Regions from separate parts of the Bicyclus anynana genome. Here region 2 is linked to region 1. The links are chromatin contacts, called in public Hi-C maps. All regions are on one chromosome and are shown on one strand. The core of a region is the stretch at or near the end of the contact, and the rest is flanking DNA. Distances in the headings are between cores, read along the strand shown.

The links. Hi-C and Micro-C count contacts between places; a contact is called where the count stands out from the background.
Region 2: a Hi-C map of whole body shows a contact between it and region 1, with 1.7 times the contacts expected there. The contact joins the promoter of LOC112043371 here to the enhancer-like site in region 1. A contact is called at or near these places in 2 of 2 Hi-C or Micro-C datasets (whole body and whole larva).

The regions. Positions count from the first base shown.
Region 1 is chr22:6,513,080-6,518,870 of ilBicAnyn1.1, reverse strand. All of the region lies in intron 1 of LOC112043371 (DE-cadherin), which reads left to right. Among protein-coding and RNA genes, the nearest start is that of LOC112053545, 29 kb to the left of the region's middle. Within about 2 kb of position 2,255, at least 1 of the 8 cell types and tissues checked has open chromatin away from gene starts, as enhancers often do.
Region 2 is chr22:6,562,101-6,568,506 of ilBicAnyn1.1, reverse strand. It overlaps LOC112043371 (DE-cadherin), which reads left to right and starts at 4,845. Exons shown (of 24, transcript XM_052888463.1): 1 at 4,845-5,353. The coding sequence starts at 5,281. LOC112043356 (spondin-2-like) reads left to right here. Exons shown (of 10, transcript XM_024078738.2): 10 at 2,164-2,345. The coding sequence ends at 2,274.

The sequences.
Region 1 (5,791 bases), core at 1,006-3,505:
ACAAGTCGGTTACTTTACACTTTACATATTCAACCGATCTATTTTGCACTTTATTATAATACTAGCGAATCATGGATTTTTCCGGGATGAAAGTAGCTTATATGTTAATCCAGAGTAAAATCTATTTCCATACCAAATTTCAGCCAAATCGCTTCAGTACCCGCACCGCAAAGGAGGAACAAACATTCACACTTACACACAAACTTTCGCTTTTATAATATTAGTGTGATTATGAAGGATATAATTTAGTGCTACACTGTTTACAGCTGTTTATGAATATGGGGTAATAAAAACAGGGATGGGGAAACGTAACGTTTTTACCATGTTTTTACCAGTTTTTACGACTACCATGGAATGCCATTTCCATACGTTCCCCCAATAAAATCCTCTTCAAGTACAGACACGTATGTCGTATACGCACTTCACGTATTTAATCGACCAATTTTACGCGGCCCGCCGTACTACCGTAAGCATCACTAAAAAGTGGGGCCGTCACATAAATTACGATTATTGATTATGTTTACGGTTAGTAAACATCTTTACTATGGTGAGTTTAGTATGTGGTGATACGTTTCCATTGTACCGTCCCTTGTGTTAAAGTCATTGTTTTTGCCTTTTATTTCTATACGAACATATACAATTGTTTTTTACTGCGCATGCATTGAATCCTACTAATATTATAAACGCGAAAGTTAGCATGGACGTTTGGATGTTTGTTACTCTTTAACGCCGCAACTACTAAACTGATTCGGCTGAAATTTAAAATGAAGGTAGACCCAATAATTTTCTGGATTAACACATAGGTTGCCCGAAAGAAATCATGGTTTCTACGAGATTTGAGAAAAACTTATTGCAAACATGGTATGGTAACATGGTACTCTTTGGCTATCGTTAAGCCCATTGTTATCAAAAAATCCAATGGCAACTGGGAAATGTCAGTGGGCACCGGATGCCAGTTTTTATCTTTAATTTCAATGATCAGTCAGCATTAAATAAATAGTGATTACAAAATCACGTGACTTGAGAATTACTAAAAGTAGCTAGTTGGTAAATATCGTACAAACATCAAAGTCAGCGAATTGGCCTGCAGGTGAGATTGCATTCTAGGCTATGTTGTCATTGAATAAAAATAAAAAGGTAGGCCATTTGCTTGGTACATTAATTATTAAAATAACTAAAAAAAAATTAACATGTACTTGAATACACGCCACCGTTTTTAAAATAAGCTGATATGCCACCAATGCCAATGTTATGAGTCGATTGCTTTAAATAGAAGTTTATCGTCAAAGATAAAATTGTTTCCACGTATCTGGTACGTCAATGGAGACGCGTAACGTAGGACGATAAAACTGAGACGGGCTTTATCTTCAGTTTTTATGGTGCAGCGCAGACCACGTCAGCGCGGAGTGTGCCGTGAATTGCGACAGCCACACTGTCAATGTTCTTCTCTGACACTCATCTCATACAAAGTTATTTGAGGATGTTTTAGCAGACTCAGAAAAGATTACAAAAATTAGAAAAACTAATGTCGAACAAAGGTTCACAACATTTGTCAGGAAAACTTAATTAACAAATCAAACTGTAACCAAAATAAGACCCTAGAATGGCAGAGAATGACCTTGAGTGAAGTCACGCACTTGTGATCGATGTGTGTAGCGTTAAAGGATCCTGTGACTGTCAACAAACACTCCCCTTTACTTTTTGTTGACTCTACAACGTGCAATTGCAAAGTCATTGCAATTGCACGTTGTAGAGTCAACATCTCCTGAGGATGCTCCGGTTTCGGGGTGAAACGTACGTAGAGAGTATTTTGTCGGACCTGGGTGACGTTGTCGCATGGGTTCGCCGAATTTTCGCGGATGATAGCAAAATAAATAAATCATTATATAACCGTTGGATTACGGTTGTGGTAGCTAATTATACTTGTAGAGTTTCGACTGAGGTCACTTCGGAAGGTAGCTGGTTTCAAGGGTCCAGACCATTAACCGTTCGGTAGAAGTATAGGCTGTCAAACATCAGCGTTCAATAATGCGGGTTGTGTGACTATCGCAGCCTTTTGTTTTACAATTATACCTACTCTGAGATCATAGAAAAAATAATTTACATCACGGACCTGTCTTAGACTGAATTGTAAACAAATAATACACTTTCCTTACGAATAGCTAGCAAAATTATAGTTAAAGATAACAATACAATGCTTGTGATTCATTTGTTTGTCGAGACAAAGGCTGTATTGTCAAATGCCGATGAAGTCAACGAGGCATGAAGGGGGCGGATTAGCGGTTCTTATACGTTGAATGACAAAATAGGCGCCGATGCTCGGCGTTCACATAGATTGAATTGTTCCACTTTTTTTAACAGTAACTGTAGTTTCTTATGTGCATATGCAATAAAGTTGATAGAATCCGAGTTATAGGGTTCATTTACACGAACAGCAACTGCTACCTACGACTGCAGTCGGTGACGTCTCGGCGGCAGTCGACGGCAGTCGCCGACTGCACTCGACTGCCGTTGACTGCCGCCGAGACGTCGTCTACTGCCGTTGACTGCAGTCGTCAGTAGCTGTTGCTGCTCGTGTAAATGAACACTTCATTAAAGACAATGTTACAGCACATTGAATATTTCATTAAAATTACCGAAACAAGAGAAAGCTAGTTGGGTATAGAATCAAAAAACCCTACTGTGTAATAATTAATAAATACTTTACTTTTGATCATAATAACCATTGAGACATATCTAATGATCACCTCGTTATGTTGATGAATTGCGATTTAATTGAAAATAACAAATACAACTCTTGCTTCTATACTGCTATAAATAAAATAAAGAATGTCTTACCTAAATTTAACTAAGTATATTATATGTATACATACCTAAAATGATATATTAAATTTTTAAACTTTTGTTTAATTAAGTATTGTTTAATTAAATTAAAAATTAACGTAACTATAAAAAAATAAATCTTTAAGCTATTGCATAGCTTTTATCCGCGGACTTTGAGCGCGGCGACCAAATCAAGAAATTCCGTAACGAAAAATAACCTTACACCCAAGCCGTGCATTAAGTTAACACATTTCGACGTTATCATGTACCTCAACTGTACAAGGGGCATAACTTATTGAACCAGAGTTCAATTCCAGATGTACGTAAAGACATTTTTTATTTTTTTTATTAATTTATTCTTTCTTAAGAAATAAAAATACTGCATAAATAAAATAAATAAATATTTATAATTGCATAGGTTGATAAAAAATGCTTTACCGCGGCAGTCCTCGAACGTCACACGTATTTTTTTTGCATATTTACTGCCTTATCATTCTTTATTTAACAAAATGAAGAATGATAGGGCTTTGTAACTATGTATGCCTTACCTTACCTTATCAGCCGATGGACGTCCACTGCTGGACGTAGGCCTCTTGCATGAATCACCAAGCACAACGATCTCGAGCCGCCAGCATCCAGCGGCTATGTATGTATTAATCTATTAGGATGAGATCAAGCCAGTAAGCAGTAAAAATGGTAGGTAATAGGTATTTAATCTACGATTTGTAAAAGCTTACCCGTAGTATAAAGAATATTCCGTGTACGAAAAAGATAGTAGTATCGGGGAATTTTTCACGATAAACGCGGCTAGCACGTTCAGCTGATTGTGGTAGTTTATTTCTTTTCATATCGCCTCGGCGCCGGATCGCGGTGAAATTCCTTGTATAATCTGTTCATAATAGAGCACCGGATACGTTTTACTTTTTACCATTAAATAGCGGTTTCTAGGGTTATTTTTCTCCATTGTAAAACGTTATATATCCTTAATGTTATAGTTTACTTTTTTTTCCAATCTTCAGATTGACACGGAACTGCGTGGCATTACATCGAGCTAACTGCCTCTAAATTATTTTTCATTTCTTTTTCTCTTCCTTTTCCCTTTCTTCCCTTCTCTATTCTGGAGCATACGTCTGTTTTTTTTTAGAGAATATTTGAAATATTTTTTACAATATGACCAATTTTCCCATTCGCCTCCAACTAGTCAGGAAAGACTGTGCAAGGAGTGGGTACGACAATAGACCAACGGGGCGAACCACCCCTCGGTGATGAGTCCAACCGCTCTTACCGTTGAGCTATTGGGGCTTTTAGCTAGCTAGCTAGCTGCCACTCGACTTCGCTGGACAGCAGTGGCGTACGCAAGGATTTTATCTAGGGTATGCACTGTACGTACAAATCGTACAATACAAAAAATTCGATGATCAATCTAGATTCGTGATGAGTACATAATACCTATGATGATAGATGGTAGTGTGTTGTTGCATCTATGAAGTGCACGCCACTGCTGGACAGCGTTCGTGCGTTTTTGGCTGGTAGGCTTCGGCCGTGGCTAGTTACTACCCTGCCGGCAAAGACGTACCGCCAAGCGATTTAGCGTCCCGGTACGATGTCGTGTAGAAACCGAAAGGAGTGTGGATCTTCATCCTCCTCCTAACAAGTTAGCCCGCTTCCATCTTAGATTACATCATCAATTACCATCAGGTGAGATTGTAGTCCAGGGCTAACTTGTAAAGAATTAAAAAAAAACCTTGATAGTAGGTTTCTGATAATCTTTCTGTAAAGCAACGTACATAACTTCCCAAACGAAGGTTTGAATTGTCAACCAAAGTCTAGCAAGACGATGTTTTAAATGAGAAAAGCCATGTTTTCTTCCCTTGGTTGTACTATTCTTGTCCGTACATAGAGTTCGTGTCGTCGTGGGATCCTTCATAATTTGTCGTCTCTAGCTCCAACATTGTTAACATGTTATATTGGATGGCGGAGCCGCGAAACGCAAATATTTGCAATGTGTCCCCGACACAGTAACGCATGTTCCCGGGTGATAGCATGCGATGGAGTATCGATTTTCTATTATAGGATGAATTTTGTGAAAATCGACACCCCAACAGACTCCATAATTTAGTGGTATACTATATTTATTCCTAACATAAATACTATATTTTTACAAACAGTATTTCCCAAGATTAGACGAATATAAAATTACTAGCTGACGCCGCGAGGATTCACCCGCGTGGTTTTCGTTCCCGTAGGAATACGGGGATAATATATAGCCTATAGCCTTCCTCGATAAATGGGCTATCTAACACTGAAAGAATTATTCAAATTGGACCAGTAGTTCCCGAGATTAGCGCGTTCAAACAAATAAACTCTTCAGCTTCATAATATTAGTATACTTAGATTAAGTTTTGGCTATACTAATTTATGGTCTTCTCTCAGAATGAGAGCAGATTTTAAGAAATTAAATATCAAGTGTCTCAAACGATGAAGGAGAAACATCGTGAGGAAACCTGCATACCAATTTATAATACCATATCCAATTTTCATTTTCTTAATTCTCTGTGTGTGTGAAGTCTGCCAATACGCATTGGGCCAGCGTGGTGCACTATTGGCCTGACCCCTCTCATTCTGAGATGAAACTCGAGCTCAGCATTGAGCCTAATATGGGTTGATAATGATGAACTTATGGTCTATTTTCTGCCCGCCAACTTCGGAACGGCATGGCTAAGCTCCATATCCCCTCTCATATTGGGAGGCAGATCTGTTCATGATCAGACTGATAATGATGGAAATACGGTATGATATAGTATGGTTACACTAGATACTATTGTTACTCAATCTATTGTTTACCGTCATACCTATGCCATATTGATTGACATTGTTAAAATTGGCTATAAATAATGGCTCACCTAGGCGTTGTATCAATTATGGTCATAATTGTTGCCATATCGTGTGACGGTAACACATACGAGTG
Region 2 (6,406 bases), core at 3,596-6,095, 47 kb before region 1:
CAAACGGTGAAGGAAAACATTGTGAGGAAACCTGCATACCAGAGAATTTTCTTAATTCTCTGCGTGTGTGAAGTCTGCCAATCCGCATTGGGCCAGCGTGGTGGACTTTTGGCCTAACCCCTCTTTTTATGAGAGGAAGCTCGAGCTCAGCAGTCAGGCGAATATGGGTTGATAAAAGGGACCGGTACTGAGGGCTTAACTCTCCGACGTACGGGTATAGATTAAGGTATAAATTAGATAGTGTAGCAGTGGCGAAGGATGCAATTTTGACTAAGGTAAGCTGGATGCTTTCAGCTCGAGACCGTTATGTTTGGAAGTCTATACAAGAGGCCTATGTCCAGTAGTGGACGTCCATTGATAATGATGATGATGATAAAGCCATCCCAAAGAAAAGGAAATTCATACCGCTTGATACAAACTCCGATTTCTCATACATACATGCATATATATTTATTACAATTATGAATATGTATGAATGGATTTTTAAAAGATAATCCTCGGAAAACCAGCGGCGAAGAGTCCATACGGGAATCGGCCTGTATGGACTCTTCGCCGCTGTAGTGTTGTGTAGAAAATAGCAAATAAGTCGATAAATCACAGACAGACATTATAAGAATATACTGTTATCGCCACGTTGCAACGACTTGCGGTACGGACGGCTTCAGTGTGGCGTTCGAGCCGTCTACATCCCTTGTTGTGTAATTCTTTATGGGTGACTTGAGTGGAAAAGGGGAGTGTTAGATATCTGTCAAAGGCGCCTTTAACCCTACACACATCGTTCACAAGTACGTGACTCCTTTCAAGGTCATTCTCGGCCATTCTAGGGTCTTATTTTTGTTACAGTATGATTTGTTAATTAAGTTGTCCTGACAAGTGTTGTGAATCTTTGTTCGACATTAGTTTTCTTATATTTGTAATCACTTTTGAGTCCTATAATAATAGATTTTGAATTAGTACAAAACCATGAACCTTAAATATTACAAGTATTCCCACAAACAATACAATTCAATGTTTCCCTACAAAAATCCTTTAACATTTTCCGAAAAATCGGTTTATAAATATTTGAAAATCAAACATTTCAAATCGACGCATCGGTGTAGTTGCCTTACAACAATTGTTAATTCAAACACGATTTCGCTTTTAACCTGTCTCTTCACTTTTTCCAATATTTGACATTTTCGCCGATCAAGTTTACAATTTAATGTTGTTTACTTATTTATCACCACTCCCTCAACTTGGAGTGAAAATGGAATTTACGCGTAAAAATTCTTAGTCATTTATCTCGTACATAAATGCGTATTTCGATAGCGAAAATAATGTATGAATGTAACATGTATGTACTTCAGTTTCCATTTTACATGTATGAATGTAAAATGGAAACTGAAGTGTTTGTTTTATTTTAAACTAAAACCGAAAACTTAAACCAGAGATTACCCACTAAAATCTCACACTCTTCATAATTTTTCATCATTAACTACTCATATTCGGCGTATGTTGAGCACGAGTCTCCTTTCAAGATAAGAAGGGTTAGAATAATAGTCCACCACGCACCAATGCAGATTGGCAGACTATCCACACGTGGAGAATTAACAAAATTCTCTGGTATCCAGGTTTCCTTACGATGTTTTTCCTTCACCTTTTCAAACACATGATATTTCGTTCGTTATCGACCCATATGCGGCTCACTGCTGAGCTCGAGTCTCCTCTCTGAATGTTAGAGGTTAGGCCAATAGTCCACCACGCTAGCCCAATGCGGATTGGCAGACTTCACACACGCAGAGAATTAAGAAATCTGGTATGCAGGTTTCCTCACGATGTTTTCCTTCACCGTCTAAGACACGTGATATTAGTTTCTTAAAATGCACACAACTGAAAGTTTGGAGATGCATGCCCAGGACCGGATTCGAACCCACACCCTCCGGAATCGGAGGCAGAGGTCATATCCACTGGGCATCACGGCTACATGTTATTTAATTTCTTAAAATGAACACAACTGAAAATTTGGAAGTGCATGCCCCGGACCGGATTCGAATCTAGGGTTATCATGGCTTCTTTCACAATCTTTACATCTCTATAATATTAGTAGAGATTCCTTGTTTTGCTACAAAAATCTGCAAAAACTGCACCTATATTTGTACGCATAATATGGAACTTTATTTTCAGAACTTACATTCACAAGTGGATGTGGAGGAAAATCCAGAAGTTTGCCGACAAAGTTACAATAGCGGTCTGACTGAGTTTCAAGAGTGTTTCGTGGATTGCTCCGACAACTAAGTTATGAAGAACCATTAACTGGCATTATATTTCATTTTAATTAATTAAAAAAATAATTTACACAAAAAATATGTAAATATTTCGTTTTTATTTATTCTGTTCCTCTCGTTAAGGTTAAGGTTACAACAATAGGGCCGCCTTTGCATGCTAATTCTTAGTTAAAATTATTTTAGTTTGTTTTTTTTATTTTTGTGTCATTAATTCGACTAGCTCAGCAGTGCTGAGTTAGAGTCTCCTCTCAGAATGAGATGGGTTAGGCCTTAGTCCACCACTCAGGCCAAATGCGGATTGACAGATTTTACAAACGTAGACCTTGACTTCCCTCACCTTATCAGCCGATAGACGTCCACTGCTGGACATAGGCCTTTTGCATGGACCTCCAAGCACAACGATCTCGAGCCGCCAGAATCCAGCGGCTCCCTGCAACCCGCTTGATATCCTCGGTCCACCTAGTGGGGGGTCACCCAATACTGCGCTTACCGGTGCGGGGTCGCCATTCCAGCACCTTGGGACCCCAACGTCCATCGGCTCTTCTAACTATGTGGCTCGCCCATTGCCACTTCAGCTTCGCGACTCGCTGAGCTATGTCAGTGACTTTGGTTCGTCTGCGGATCTCCTCATTCCTGATTCGATCACGCAGAGAAACTCCAAGCATAGCTCGCTCCATTGCCCGCTGAATGTAGAGAATTAAGAAAATTCCCAGGTAGGTATCCTCACGATGTTTCCTTCACCGTTTGAGACACGTGATATTTCATTTCTTAAAATGCACACAACTGCAAAGTTGGAGGTGCATGCCCTGGACAGGATTCGAACCCACGCCCTACGAAATCGGAGACAGACGTCATATCCACTGGGCTATCACAGCTCTCGAAGCTGATGTACTCGTAAGTTTATGTAAAAAAAATCTAGAAAAATAAAATGGAATATTTTCATATTTATAATATCTTCAATTAGATTCTACAAGGCTTCGCTCACACAAATCTTCAGTAATACGAGCATTAAAAAAAATAAGATAATTTCATGACTTTCAGGGGATTTCCAAAATTTTCAATTCTATGTTATTGTGTCAAATAAAGGTACATGAGCTACCATCACGCCTAGTAAGCGATAATGCAGTTTACAGCTATTGTTACACATGCTCATTTCAAGCACGAAAGCATGCTACTATTGAGCAGTTGCTACTTAATAGTATGTGTATCGCAACATTGCTAATAATGAGCATGCTTATTTCGAGCTTGCTCAAGAATCAACAGTCGTGCGATTTATGAGTATGCTGCTTGCTGCGCGGGTGGAAGGGGGCGTGCTTTTAGCGCGTCTGAACAGGTTTGCTAATCAGTTTACTAGTCGATCAGGATTGCTATTCTGTATTCTTTTCACTTTTATATCTCCCTGTCTAACACGATACTATAGACAGAGAGCGATAGATACAAATTAGCATGTGTGATTGGAATGTTTGCTTTGAGCATGCTTATTCAGGAGCATACTTAAAAATAGCATGCTTATTGCTAGCAAATGTAAACTAATGATATGCTCGTTTGGAGCATACTTAATAGCATGCTATTTTAAAGCATGTGTAACAGTACCTTATCGGTTAAATGCACTAGCCTATGATTCTTATAACTTGATACCCATACTAGAGGTGACGCACGTGTATTCTCACGCATAATGCTTCACGCATAATGCTTAAAAATTTTACACTAACTTAGAGTTACAAAATAATATTGTAAGTTTGTAGGTGAAACTGTCATGCATAGCAGTGTGTTGGGAATTGCAGCAAATTCAGCCTTATCTTTTGTTAAAATCAGCGCTAATTTTTAGTATAAATCGCAATCCCAATATCATCAATTTTCACAGCCTTTTTTGTGCCTATGTAAAGTAAACAATTACTTATCTACCAATAAACGGAAAACTATATTTAAATATCTACTTACCTACATTTATGAAAATACCTATACTTGATGTGTACTGTTTACCAATTACCAACAAACAAATTAAAAATGAGGGTATAAATCACTAGTCATTTAACATAATTAACTTGTTCTTAAATTTATGAAATTTATAAGCTTAGAACAATTAGATATATTTAAAATATTTTATGTAATCTTTTTTATACAAGCCATACATAGTTTAAAATAAATAAGTTCTGAAATGACAGGCGTTTTCTACCTTCATTTCTAATTACAATGTTGGTAAACAGTATTCATCAAGAAAGACTGTAGTTTAAGTATATTTGTAGTATTTTTACAGCAAAACAACTTTATTAACCTAGAATAGGTTTAGACACCTTATAATCTGGATCGACTGAGGGATTATTCAACTTGTAGTGCCTAGATACAGTAGGTCTGAGACCAGGTTCGCAGCGGCGCCGCGTATAACTGGAGAGGTCCCGACTTCTTGTTTTTTTGCGCGAAAAATACCGGTTTCAAAGTTTTGCCGGTCGGCGCTCAGCGCGGGGGAAGACGACAGAATCAACTTGCAAGTCGAGTATGAACATAGACGCGGATAGCGCATGCTCCTGCAACGGCCCGCCTCGCGACTCGCTACGAGCGCAACTTGTTGATTGTTCGCTCACTTCACGCCAGTCTGCCGCGAACGATGCGTCGGGCGGTCGTGTGTTCCGTGTCGCCCGTAATCGTTCTCAACTTCGAAATTGTTTTACGAAAATATGTAAAGTTTCCAAACATAAAATTGTGCAGAACTGCCGTGTCTAGCGCAACGCGTAGTGTTTAATTGACTAGGACCGACCTAAATAAGTAGTTTTAAGTTATCGTAACTTAATAGGCTTACTCGTTTTACCTGCATGCTTCGTCCCACGAGTCGTGCGAAGCGGTTACCTTTATCGGATAAAACGAACATTTTTCAAATGGATGTGCGTTCTTATTATGTGATAGTGTGCGTGATTTGTGTGTATACAAGACTCCGTGTGTGCTCCGCCGCTTCTTGTGACAAGTTTTTACTATAGTGACGTGCTCAAAATCGTAATTTCTTCAAGTTTGATTTGAGAAAATGGTACGAGGGGGAGAGAGGGGGCTCATCGCCGCGCTGTTGGTTGCGGTGGCGTCGGCGCAGTATACGAAAGGTGGGCAAAAACGGCTTTGTATGATGCTTTCTTTACCTGAGCCCTGTGCCCGCGCAACCACGGCGCCGTGGTTGTGTGCGCTTTGTTCTACGGCCTATTGTTCCCTTCTCGGAAACTAGAAATTTTAACCATTCATTGTACCGTGACGTCATATTTTAAGAACGTGAATAAATTTTCTAGGTAGTAGGTACCCACTCACCTGTTAGGTGCAATTTCAATCGATATCATGAATAATACGTTATTTCACAGCCAAGATAAGAGTTATCGGAAAATGTTTACCTATAAAATACTCGCACCTTAAAAATACATATATCATACCTATTATAAAAATAAAGACTTGAAATATTTATTCTAAAATGCTACACTATGTAGGTAGATAGATAACATTTAGAGTTAATAATAACAAGACTTAGAAGATAACCGTATGTAGGTAGGTAAGTAAAATTACTTAATTGTTTTAAGAAATTATATAAATGAGTGTATATCAAGGCATAACCTACCTATTTATCATTTGATAAACATTACTGGTATAGAAATAGAATGAAGTCGACAATTACAAGTTTATTTGTTGTATTTGTTGGTATCGTATTTTTTTAGAGGTTAATGTACTTATCCAGTCAAAAGCAGATTAAATTAGAAATGTTGGTTTTTATTCCGATATTTCTACAGAAATGGCATCTGATACTCGTAAGGTGAAAACGCAAGGCACACTTAGTGATATGTTAAAGACCCTTAGAAATTTTTAATAAGCTTGTACCGATTGCTACTACTACTACCGTTATTTAATAAGCTCACTACCGTCTTAAGTTAGCCATCCACTATCCAATAAGCACACATGCCTGCAGCGCTAACGGCTTGACATCTGAAAAAACTCGGGTTTGATTCTGTTTTATACTCGTCGATGTATTGTTCGCCTACAACATGTTTTATCAAAATTCAAAATTCATTTATATCAATTAGGCTTAGTTTAAAAGCACTTTTGAAAAGTCATGATTATGTCATAGGTAATTTAATTTAATCTAATGGTGGTAATAATAGTCCAAAACTTAAAAT